2 separate regions of the Sus scrofa genome follow, and region 2 is linked to region 1. A link is a contact called in public promoter capture Hi-C data. All regions are on one chromosome and are shown on one strand. Each heading gives the region's core, a stretch centred on a gene start, on an enhancer-like site or on the middle of the called end of the contact. The rest is flanking DNA. Distances are from core to core; before and after follow the strand shown. Region 1 holds the start of MTMR4 (myotubularin-related protein 4). Region 2 holds the start of SKA2 (spindle and kinetochore-associated protein 2).

Region 1 (6,052 bases), core at 2,953-5,452:
GAGGCCTGCAGAGGCAGGGAAGATGGAGAAGGGAGGCTGTTTGGGGGACAGTCAAGGAGAAAAGATTGGCGTGTCAGGTGAGGGATGGAGTGGTGGAAGGGGGAGGGGACTGGAGCCAGGGAAACAGCTCAGACAGCCTGTGCTCCCCCACCATCCCCCCAACATCCCAGACGGTGTACTAGCCACAGCCCACATCCCCAAGCAAGGAGACAGCGGGTGGGACCAAGATGGAGAGGCGGAGGTAAAGGGATGTACCCCTGCAGGGCGGGGCCTGAAGATCTGCAGTCAAGGGCAGCCGCTTCAGGGCCAAGATGGGTCACAGAATTTCCCTCCCCGCCTTCCTTCGACAATCCCCCGGCACGCAAAGATTCAAGCAAGTCCAAGAAAGAAAAGAGATAACATCCCCACCCCCGCCAGGGGCCTTGGGAAGGGGGATGGGCTGAAATTCGGCATCTCAAAGGCTGGCCCTGGGCGGGGCTGCGTGTGCGGCAAACACTGGGGTCCCCCGGCCCCCCGGCAGGCGGAGCCGCACTTACAAAGCAGCTGAGCATGGAGCAGGAGACTCGGGCGGTCAGGCTCATGGTCACGGGCGGTCTGGGCCAGCGCACATGTCCCCGGAGCCGCTGCGCTGCCCGCCAGTCCCGGGCGCCCGCCGCATCCCGGCTGCGGGGCCGGCCAGGTGCAGCCGCGGCGGCCAGGAGGCGAGCGCGGGCGGCGGGGCCTCGCGCGCCTCCCGCGCGCCGCTCCCCTCGTCTCCACAATGGAGCGAGCCCAGCTCCGCCCTCCGGCACGAGCGCCGAAGGGAGGGGAGCCGGGCTAAGGGAGCACCCCGACCGCGCCGCGCGCGCGGGGAAGTCGGGGGGCGGGGCGGACCCTCAAGGCCCCGCCCACAGCCCCCGGCTCCTCCCCCCCAAACCCCCAGCCCCTCCGCAGCCGAGGGCGCCTACCCGGGACTCCTCCGGGCTCCCAGGAATCTGGGCTGCCCGGCGACGGCCTCTCCACACCACGAGGGAAGGGAGGGCGAGACCACCTACATCTTTTCATTTCCCATCTTCCCACGTGAGCCACCCCACACCCCTCTTTTCACACATCCGTCCCGACGCCCTCCCCTCTTTTGACTTCCCCCAAGATGGAGCTCACCTCCCTCCACCCCAGGCCCTCTCCAGCTTCAAGGCTTCCTCCTTTCCCTCCAAAAGCACCACTCACCATTCCCCTGTCCACCAGTGTCCTCCAATCCCCGACCTCACTAATTCCATTCCCTTTTTGCCCCTTAAAATGGACGCTGGTCTAGGCCAGTTTGGTCATTCAACACTCCTGAAAGGGAAATTCTCTGGGTTTTTTATTTCAAAGCCCCTGCCCAGCCCTACTCCTTCATTTCCACCTCTCCCCTTGTTTCACATCCTCTGTCTTCTGGGTAAGAAAGTCCTTGGAGGCTGGGAAAGAGTAAGAGCTGGAACTATGGACCACAGAAGCTATGCAAAAACAAACCTCGAAAACTCGAGGGTAGGGGGCTGAAGGGAGGTGGGTAGAGGGTCAAAGAATAAGGAGCAGTGATAAAAGGCTCAAAATGTCACCAAGTCACAGAAGCAACCATTCGGAACCCCACACTCCCTGTGCCTGGTAACTTTCAGAAACCAGGGCTTTTGTTTTGGTTTTGGTTTTGGTCTTGGGGGAAGGGAGGAATAGAAGACAATCTGATATTTTCCATGAGCCAGACATATTTCAAACATGATCTCATTAAAACCATTCACACACCCCACCCCAAGAAGTGAGACTTCAGGCTTAAAGAGAAGGTCTGCAGTTCACCTAACGTACTAAGTGGTGGTGCTAGGACTCAAAATTAGACCAGGCTGACTCTTTTCAGGGTATCACAGAAGAGAGAAAAGGAGAGGGGCAATCTGATGGTGGAGGCCGGGGACCAGCAGGCTTTCTGAGAAGAGACCAGAACAGTACCGCACACACCACACCCACATGTCTGTGGAGGGAAAGAGTGAGTCCCCTCAGTAACTGAATTCCTTGACCTGTCCCTAAGCATAGGACACATGAAAGAACTAAAGAGATACAGCCAGAGCAAGGGCCTAATCTGGGCCAGGGCCTGCAGCTCTCCACTCCTTCTCATCTCACTGTTTCCTCCTCCTAGCTCGCCAGGGTTAAGGGGTTCCTTGAACTTGGGGTGAGGGAAGGGAAGTTATAGTTAGTGGAAATGTTATGGGATCATTATAACACACACACACACACACACACACACACACACCACACCCATAGTGATATTCTGGCCACCTTGAGGGTGCTCTCCTGCTATATATCCAATCAGCTGTTCCTACAGAGGCTTATCAAAACAGCGGCACATTTGGAGCCAGAGAAGTCCCACAGTTTTAGTGGAGTCACTCCCAATAAAGCACCCACAATATTCAAGGAACCCATCAGGAAGTACAAGAATCTTGATATAAAGGAGGCCTGGTTTTTTGGACCAGGCCAGAGAGCTGCAACCAAGGACCCAAGAGAAGAGAAGTTCTGGCCATTATGAAGGGCTCAGGGAGCCAGTGTGGGGAAACCATGGCATAGCACGTGCAGAAAAAGACTTTCAGTGGCGTCCGGTACCAGTGCTGTATATTGGCTGATGACGTTTTGCAACCTAAAGAAACCCTAATTTATCTCCAGGGCAGATGAACCTGTTTGGTTGCTGAACAGAGTAGCCTGAAGCTCAAGGTCCAGGAGGGGCGGGTCAGCTTCATGGAGAAAGATACAAGGATTACAGAAAACACAAGCGTCTGAGAAAAGAGAGGGTACTCACCATTCTACCGTGGTGAGGGTCTGGCTGCCTTTTCTCACTGTAAAGACCCAGAGAAACACAAGAGTAAAGAGCACCATTAACACCACCATAGAATCAACAAACCATCACCACACATCTGCTCCTGAACTTCCCCACAACTCTTATTCACCTTCTTCACAGTGATTCCAGTCTCTCCACAACTCACCATGCCAGACAGAGGCAGTGGGAGCTACACGGGGAGAAAGCAACAAGTGATTCTGCAGAGCATGAAGGCAGCAACAAAGTTCTGGAGCAGGACTCAAGCATCCCGATTCCCGGACCCAGAAGGAGAAGTAAAACACTCCAAACCCTGTTCTTTGTGGGAGAGCAAAAGACCTGCCAACTCTGAAGAGACAGAGGCTGCACAGCCAGGACTCATTTCTGGCCCTGGTGGAAACATAAATCCACCAGAGGAGCGCACGGCCAGCCTCTGAGTCTGTGAGTAGCACCCACCTGACCTGTTTACTGGGGCAGAGTCCAGAGCAGAGGACAAGAGGGAGGGGACCACAACCTGTGATCAGAAGGCAGCAGGGCTGGACATGTTCTGCTGAGTGTACTTGACACCAAGTGGGGTGCAGGTTAGTGGGAGGAGTCCACACAATGGGGATAGAATCAGGCCAGTGCAGGCCTCAGAGTCAGTGAGCGTCAAATGGGCCCAAGCAACAGACATGTCAGGTTGAGCCGTCTGGGCCCACTTAGGGAGCCGGGCCCAGGTTTGAATGACACTTCTCCATGCCTGCTATTCGAGCTCAGAGGCAGTCTAGGAGTGTGCCTTGCCGAAGGCTGCGGCTACAAAAGCCTCCATCTGTGGTCCTACCCGCCTCCCTGATCACAGCCCACCCTTCCTCATGGGGGAGCCAGCAAGCGGCAAGCCAGAGGTGCTGCCTCACCGCCCACTGGCAAGCAGCCTCAAGGAAACGGAGGGAGAGAGAGACGAGAACTAGGCCTGGGAGACCCAGGGTTCCTGGACCTAGGGTATCTGGCCACGGGGGGAGGCGGGTCAGGCTGACAGGGGAGCTCAGGTGCCCAGGTTCTAGGGGCGGAGCCTAAAGACTCGGAGGCGGAGCCCCGAATGACAGAAGGCGGGTCTCAGGAAAGCCGGTGGGGCCGGGGCGGGGCCGGGCAAGACGCGGTCGTTGCGGTTCCCAGACTGGCAGTGTATGGGGCACGGTGACTCACCCAGGCGGCGTCCGCCCGACCCTCCGAAGCCGCGCTCTCACCACTTCCGTCTCCCGCAGCTGCTGAGGCCGCGCAGCTCCGACCCCCCACCACGGTGCCCCTCTCCCCAACCAATCCTATCTCTGGTCTGTGCCCGCCCTGGCCAATAGCCACACCAAGTCCCGCCCTGCCCCCCACCACGCAGCAGCCGCCCTCACTCTTCACACCGCTCATTGGTCAAGTGGGGCAGACGCCCTCCCAGTCTTGAGCCTATCGGATGCCGGAAGACAAGACTGTACTGGCAGGGAGGAGGCGCGGCGCCGAAGAGAAGACGCGACCAATGGGAAATCACAGCGCGTCCCTGCAGCAGCCAATGGGAGAGCAGTAAAAGGGGGGCTGCTGGTTAAGGCTCCAGGGGCCGGAAGTGGGGGCGGTCTGTCGCCTACTGGTAGCGCAATTGAAGGCGGGGCGTTCTCACAGCCACTTCCGGTGATCACCCCGCCTCTGGTGTACTTTTCAAATAGATCCCGGTGGCACCATTTCTGGTTTGATTTCACTGTGATCGTCCGTCCCAAAGCCAGAAGCGGGAGAAAAACCCCGAAAGCTAAGAGAGGGCTGAGGGCCTGAGGCTCCTTCTCGGTCTTCGACTGGCTGGGGGAGGTTTTCCCTTCTTCCGGACACCTTGACGTGTTCCTCCAGGACCTCACTTTTCATCCGCGAACCGACCCTGGTGTCCGTGACCTGAATCACATGCCATCAGTTTTGAGTAAAAATCTCTCACTTGAGAGATGAGAATGAGACTGCCACTAGCTTAGCTGCGACCTTCTGGTCTGAAAAGGCTGTGGAGAATAGTTGGCTCCTCTCTCGCTTCTCTCTGGCTCCTCCCCTTGCCTTGGGAGACCCCGGGGAGCCAGAACAGGCAGCAGGGCGGAGGGTGGCCGCTGGAGGTCGCCGTGTCCCAGCGATACCACCAACCCGACAGAAATGGTGAACAGTTGACTCAGATTCTCAACTGATAGCTTCAGTTTGGAAATGGGCCTGAATGCTTTAATACCAGGCCCTGGGGCCAAAATGTCTTCACGTGTCTTTTCATAGGACATTGGGACATTTACTACATTTAGCAACTTCCAGGAAAACTGGAACCTTATGTGTGTTCACTGCTTTAACTCGAAGATTTAAAACAGTATCTGCAACCTAGCAGATAGATGCTTGATAAATATTTGGTAAATAAATACTGAATTATTCCAGGACAATGATTGTATTTTATCCATTCCTGGCACTTACTATAGTGTTTGGTGATTACAGGGGTTCCAACATTTGTTCAGTGCGCTGGCCTAGGCTTCCTAGAGTGCAGAGCTCAATTCTGAATATCCCATTCCCCAAATCAGGAAATACAAAGCTGGGAGGCTATTAATACTGTGTTTTCTCAAGGTATCAAATCCAAAACTTCTGTGGAAGTACTGTATGTGGGAAAGATGAGCAGGGCCCCAGATAATAGATGCATGATAGATATGATCAGGAAGATGGTGGTGACTAAACCCTGCCTCTGGAGGGGAAGGTTCTCCCCACCCTCCCTTGGCTAGTAAAGGCCAAAACCAGCACCCTCCTCTGGCAGTCTTTCAAAACGGGTCCTAGGATCTTCTTGGTCTCCAGGAGATGGAAAGATATCGACAGAAACACCAGAAGCCACCTATAGATTTGTTAAACTTTATTTCTTCTGAGTCTCTGGGGAGGCAGCAGGGATGTAAGGTCAAGTGGCAGTAGCTGCAGAGGCCTGAGTAGAGCTGGTGCTGGGAGGGGCCGGCATAGCAGGAGGAAGAGGCGGTGATTTAAATATTCAAGGCTGAAAGCCAGCTAATGGGTCTCCTTCATCTGTCTTTGGATTTTGTGCAGCATCTCCTGCATCCGCCGCAGCTGGAACAGGCACATGCATCAAAATGGGACCTTTCAGAGAGTCCTATCATGTTAGGAAAGTGCCTGAAACCTCTAATCCCTTGAGCCAGGGCCTTGGTGGCCCTGAGTATAATGAAGTCCCAGGGTGGAACCACTAATCCACCAATCCAGGATCCAGATATATACCAG
Region 2 (5,955 bases), core at 355-2,854, 660 kb after region 1:
TAAAATTTCAGAAACAACTGAAAGCAAATGAAAGTTGATTCTGTATATGCGAGACACTAAAACACTACAATTCATTTAATATCTTAGAAAAAAAAATACTAACATACATCAAGGTCTCAAACTTTCTGGGGGTGGGAATGGGGTGTGACGATGATACTGTTTCTTCCAAGATCACTACACGTTGCAGGTATTTAAGTGTTGCAGGTATTTAAGAGACCCAAGGTTCATCTTGAAGGAAGCAGCAAAGGCACAATGATACCTGAGCAGTAATGCCAGGGAATGGCAGTGGTAGGAGGAAAGGACTGCGATGGAGATGGCTTCTTTACTTAATCTTGTTATTTTCCTTTAACAAAAAAAGGACAGGAATTCAATAATGGATGAGCCCTCCAAATTCCACATTTTAAAGGAAGTCAGCCCAATCCAAACACATGTAATACAGGAGGGGAAAAGACTGAAGACAGAACAAGGGAACTAAAAAGAAAAAAAGCGCGGGCGACCAAGTGGGTAATTTAGGGATGGAAGGGAGAGAATAAAGAGAACAAGTAAGGCAAGGATCCAAAGGAGAAACTAGGACGGCCTGCAATTTGGCGCGCTCCTGCAGGCCAAGCAGCAGCAGGAGTCCTTTCCAGTTACTCGCCCCCGCCCCCTACTTTCACAATGAATGAAACTAGGCAACTCCAGAGCAGGGGTGCCGTCCACGTCCCAGTCCCGCCCGCGCTCCAGGAAAGGAGCTCCTGGTTCAGATTCCCTTCTCTCCCTCACCGAAGGGCCAAAGAGAAACGAGGAGCTTCCTTGGCCGATAGGAAGTTATGCACACAAGTCTAGAATCCTATCTCAGACTTTTTCAGCTTGCCGAGAATGTGACGGTTCAGTCCTAAAGGGATTTCTCTCCGCCCCTCTCGGTTTACTCCCACCCCACCCTCCATGCCCGTTTCTCGGAGTGCAAACGACCTCGCCCCTTCTTAGGGTGTAAAGGAACCATTCCAATCACGCCTTTTTGGTGGAAATACACAGAAGGCTGTCTGCACCAGCCACAGCTCCTTAAGAGGCGGAAAGATGAGGTCAAGGAACAAGGAATTCCAAAGGCCCCGCACCCTCAGCATCTCCCGCCATTTCCCTCACGAGTTTCCCGGATGTAACGCCTTTCCCCGTGGCGGTTAAAAGAAACCAGGCGGTGGCGACTCCCTTCGGTGCAGGAGGAGGGAGCTAGTCTAGTCCAGCCTCCACCACCCAGGATTTCCGGCGACTCCTAATTGCGTTCCACCTTGGAGGCCATCCGGGAAAAATGAACTACCCAGCAGATCTCCTTCACTTTACACTCACCATCAGTTCAAGCTTATCGACCTCCGCCTCCATGTTGAATAGTTGACATTCCTCAGACCACGGCGGCGGCGCTTAAGCCGTAAACCGTACTAGCACTGAGGGTCCCTATTGGACAGCTGTCACTCAACACCTCGCACTCATTGGTTCCTCCGCTTCACCAGTGCCCGCCCATTGGCGATTGGGAGACGCCCCTACGCATGAAACACATTTTCTTGTTGGGCGAGGACACAAAACGCCGCAGGAGGATTGGCTGCTATACATTTTTTTTCTTCCATTGGCTGCATCCTCATCTCTACTTTCAATTTCACAGTTAGAGTTCCTCAGAGAAGAGCTTCCGATTGGTGCAATTGGAAGAAGAGCCAACCAATTACACAAAAGCTTCCACAAGCGACAACGGGGACGTGACACACCTTTCCTCGGCTGCTTCCCCTCCACTTCGCTCCCGCCTTCCCCCTATTCATACTAGAAGCGCCTCAGCTCTGATTGGCCAGAACGTGGTGCAACCTCAGCCAGTCAGAAGCTAGGCTGCGCTCCTGCACTACGCAGAGAGCAAATGGTGAAGAGACAAAGGCTATGATTGGTCCCTCCACGATAAGGTCTTAATTTTGAATTTTTCTTTATGGCGAGGGAGCGGCTACTCCCGGGACGTCATCGAACCCCTGGCCTCTTAGACTAGTAAGTGCAGGGAGATCTTCTTTTGTTACCTGGGCTCGCATCTGCCATAGCTGGGCCTGTTGCTGCTTGTGTTCTTACGGTTTACTAAGGTGGGGACTTTGGCTGGACTCGGAGGGGAGATGGAGGTGTTCTGAGTTTGGGTAAGAAGTACTCCGCCTGGGTCCACTCTAATCGTACTTCTTTTTAATTAACGCTCTGCAAAAATATATTTTGGAGTAAAGCATCTGCCTTCCTTTTGCCCATTCCTTTACTTGCGGTTCAAAACGTGGTTTGCAAACCCAAAAGTACCTGCATGACTTGGGCGCTTGTTAGAAATGTAGATTATCTGGCTCCACCCAGACCTACTGAATCAGAATATGAATTTTTAATAACCCCTGTGATTATTTTGCACTTTAAGTTTGAGAAAGTACATTTCTTGACAGGGATGAAGAGCCAACCAACTACTGTGTTCCTTGATATAGTCTTAATATCTTTCGAGTTTCTATGAGAGTGGCAATTTTAAAATTATGCCCTGTTTGCTTTGTGCCTAGTACTGCGCTGGACTAAGCTTTAGGGAGCTGCAATCTCTTTAGAGAAACAAGACGGGAACTAAAAAAGCAATGCTGCACAACATAAAGTGTAAAATTAAATATAAGCAAATATCAGAAATAGCCCTATGGGGAGTTCCCATTATAGTGCAGCGGAAACGAATCCGACTTAGGAACCATGAGGTTAGAGGTTCGATCCCTGGCCTCAGTTAGTGGGTTAGGGATCCGGCATTGCCCTGAGCTGTGATGTAGGTCGCAGGCGCAGATCGAATCCTTCGTGGTTGTGGCTGTGGTGTAGGCCGGTAGCTGGAGCTCGGATTCGACCCCTAGCCTGGGAACCTCCATATGCCACAGGTGCAGCCCTAAAAAGCAACAACAACAAAAAAGACTTGGAGTTCCCGTGGTGGCGCAGTGGTTAACGAATCCGACTAGGAACGATGAGGTTGCGGGTTCGATCCCTGCCATTGCTCAGTGGGTTAACGATCCGGCGTTGCCGTGAGCTGTGGTGTAGGTTGCAGACGCGGCTCGGATCCCGCGTTGCTGTGGCTCTGGCGTAGGCCGGTGGCTACAGCTCCAATTCGACCCCTAGCCTGGGAACCTCCATATGCCGCGGGAGCGGCCCAAGAAATAGCAAAAAGACCAAAAAAAAAAAAAAAAGACTATCTCCAGGGAGTTCCCGTCGTGACTCTGCAGCTAACAGACCCCCATTAGTATCCATAAGGAGGTGGATTGGATCCCTGGCCTTGCTCAGCAGGTTAAGGATCCAGCGCTGCCTTAAACTGTTGTGTAGTCGCTGTGGCTGTGGCCTGTGGCATAGACCAGTAGCTGTAGCTCCAATTGGACCCCTTGCCTGGGGAACTTCCTTATGCTGCGGGTGTGGCCCTAAAAAAACAACAAAACAAAAGACTGACTCCAGGAGTTCCTGCTCTGGCACAGAGGCAGGGACCCAGGCTCCATCCTCAGCCTGGCACAGTGAGTTAAAGATCTGGTGTTGCTGCAGCTGTTACATAGATTGCAACTTATGCTGAGATTCAATCCCTAGCCCCATATGCCTGCAGATCAGCCAAAAACGAAAAAAAAAAAGGAGAGACTGAATCCAGTGAAGGTAGAAAATGAACTGGCAAGGAGTTGGACTGAAGGCAGGAAGATAATTGGAGGAACACTTAGACCAACCCAAACTGAGAAACAACTACCCGGATTTCTTCCAAAATATAAATAATATGAAAAAAGGCCAATACTTGTATAAAAAGGCTGGGGAACAGTTATAAAGACCAAAGAGACATTACAGTTAAATGCAAGGTGTAGAGGGAAAGGGAGCAGCTCTAAAGGATATTGTTGAGACTATTGATGTAATTTGAATATGAAACTATATTCAAAGGTAAAATTTCCTGATTGTGGTTTTGTGGAATAATGTCCATGTTCATGTTCGGACTATGAATTTAAAATATCGAGGGGGAGTTCCTGTTGTGGCTCAGCATGATAAGAAGCTGACTAGTATCCATGAGGATTCGGGTTTGATCCCTGGCCTTGCTCACACTGCCATGAACTGTGATATGGGTCACAGACGTGGCTCAGATCTGGTGTGGCCAGCAGCTATAGCTCCACTCGACCCCTAGACTGAGAACTTCCATGTGCCTTAGATACAACAATAAAAAGCAAAAGATAAAATATTCAGGAGTGAAGTATGATGTCTGCAACAATGCTCAGCCAAAAACTAAAAACTTTTATTCATGTATATGTATTTTATATATTTATGTACATTATGCACGGCCCTAAAAAGCAAATAATATAATAATAATAATTTTCAGGAGTTCCCATGGTGACTCAGCAGGTTAAGAACCCAACTAACATCCATGAGGATATGTGTTCGATCCCTGGCCTCACTCAGTGGGTTAAGGATCCAGCGTTGCCACAAGCTACAGCACAGATCACAGATGTAGCTCTGATCTGGCATTGCTGTGGCTGTGGCATGAGCTGGCAGCTGAAGCTCTGATTTGACCCCTAGCCTGGGAGCTTCCATGTACTGCAGGTATAGACCTAAAAAGCAAAAATTAAAAATAAAAAAATAGATTTTTTTTCTTTTCTTTTTCTTTTTTTTTTTTTTGGCTTCAGCTTGCATCACCTTGATGTGGGATCTCAGTTCCCAGACCAGAGTTCAACTGAATCCAGGCTGCAGTGGTGAAAGCACCAGATCCTGACCACTAGACCACCAGAGAACTTCTGTAACTCTTTAGAAAGTTGAATTTGAATGCATGGGCACTGGAACAGCCACTAGGAAAGAGCTAGAAAGGGATGGCCCAGTGTCAGAATGGTGGTACTCTTATTTTTCTAGCGAATGGTACATGCCAAAGGCAGACTCTCAAATACTACTACAAGACTTATTACACTTAAAAGAAACAAACAAAAAATTGTAGTTCTCTGAATCATCTCTCCATACTCCAACTCCCACTTGCAAAGGTAACATTATCCACTTTTGTAACTGCTTCTGGTATTTACCTCCATGTTTCTAAGTAAAATTTATAATACTATTTCTGTATTTCCCTTCAACCTTAAATACTGTATAAATTTAGACAACTGCTGATTTCCACTTTCTATCTTCCCAGTATACCTGTATCATAATTATTAGTTAAACAATGTTTTATGTTACTGTACACTGAACATACAGTGTTACTATAATTTCATTTCTTATACAAAATTTTTCTTAGACTTTTTTGGGGGGTCTTTTTAAAGCCATGCCTGTGGCATACAGAAGTTCCCAGGCTAGGGGTCGAAACCTGAGCTGCATAAGCATGCCTAGGCCACAGCTACAGCAACTCGGGGTTCAAGTGAGTCTGGGACCTACATCACAGCTCATGGCAATGCCAGATCCTTAACCCAATGAGCGAGGCCAGGGATCGAACCCGCAACCTCATGTTTCCTAGTTGGATTCATTTCCACTGCGCCACAGTGAGAACTCCAAGTCACACTTTTCAATTCAGGGTCATCCCCTATCTTTTACGTAGTGACACAGATAGGACCCTGCCATGCTTGGTGGACCAGACTTCAGCACATTGAGGTTCTACTTCTCCAGCGAATAAACCTGTCCATGAAATGAAGGCCAGGCCACTGCCAGGCTGCAAAGACTGGAGGGCAGATGTCAACAGCCTGCCCAAACCTTATAAAGACTTAATAAATCCAATTAAATCCTACTCCAATCCTTCAAAGGCACTAGGTGCTTCCAAGTCCCAAATGTTCTCAGAGTTCTGGGATTGTCTTGCTTCCTATTGGCTTCCCTACCACCAGGTCATCAAGCCTCAGCTTTTGTCTGCTCTGCCAAGTCAGTTATCACTGCTTTCTGCTTTCCATTATTTAATTGATATCTATCATCTATGATAGTATCTAGTATCTACTCCCACTCTCTCTCTTTTTTTTTTTCTTTTTGCCTTTTTCT

Evidence for each region. Promoter capture Hi-C pulls out the DNA fragments that hold promoters and counts their contacts.
Region 2: a contact with region 1 is called in a promoter capture Hi-C map of fetal liver, with 4 times the contacts expected there. The contact joins the promoter of SKA2 here to the promoter of MTMR4 in region 1. A contact is called at or near these places in 2 of 5 promoter capture datasets (fetal liver and liver), 1 of 47 Hi-C or Micro-C datasets (embryonic fibroblasts) and 1 of 2 datasets of contacts at active chromatin or transcription factors (skeletal muscle).

Annotation. Positions count from the first base shown.
Region 1 is chr12:34,767,113-34,773,164 of Sscrofa11.1, forward strand. It overlaps MTMR4 (myotubularin-related protein 4), which reads right to left and starts at 4,203. Exons shown (of 20, transcript XM_005668984.3): 1 at 3,992-4,203; 2 at 2,943-3,002; 3 at 2,795-2,831. The coding sequence starts at 2,797. It overlaps SEPT4 (septin-4), which reads right to left. Exons shown (of 11, transcript XM_005668982.3): 11 at 5,664-5,884. The coding sequence ends at 5,825.
Region 2 is chr12:35,431,690-35,437,644 of Sscrofa11.1, forward strand. SKA2 (spindle and kinetochore-associated protein 2) reads right to left here and starts at 1,605. Exons shown (of 4, transcript XM_003131674.5): 1 at 1,324-1,605. The coding sequence starts at 1,356. It overlaps PRR11 (proline-rich protein 11), which reads left to right and starts at 2,005. Exons shown (of 11, transcript XM_005668999.3): 1 at 2,005-2,138.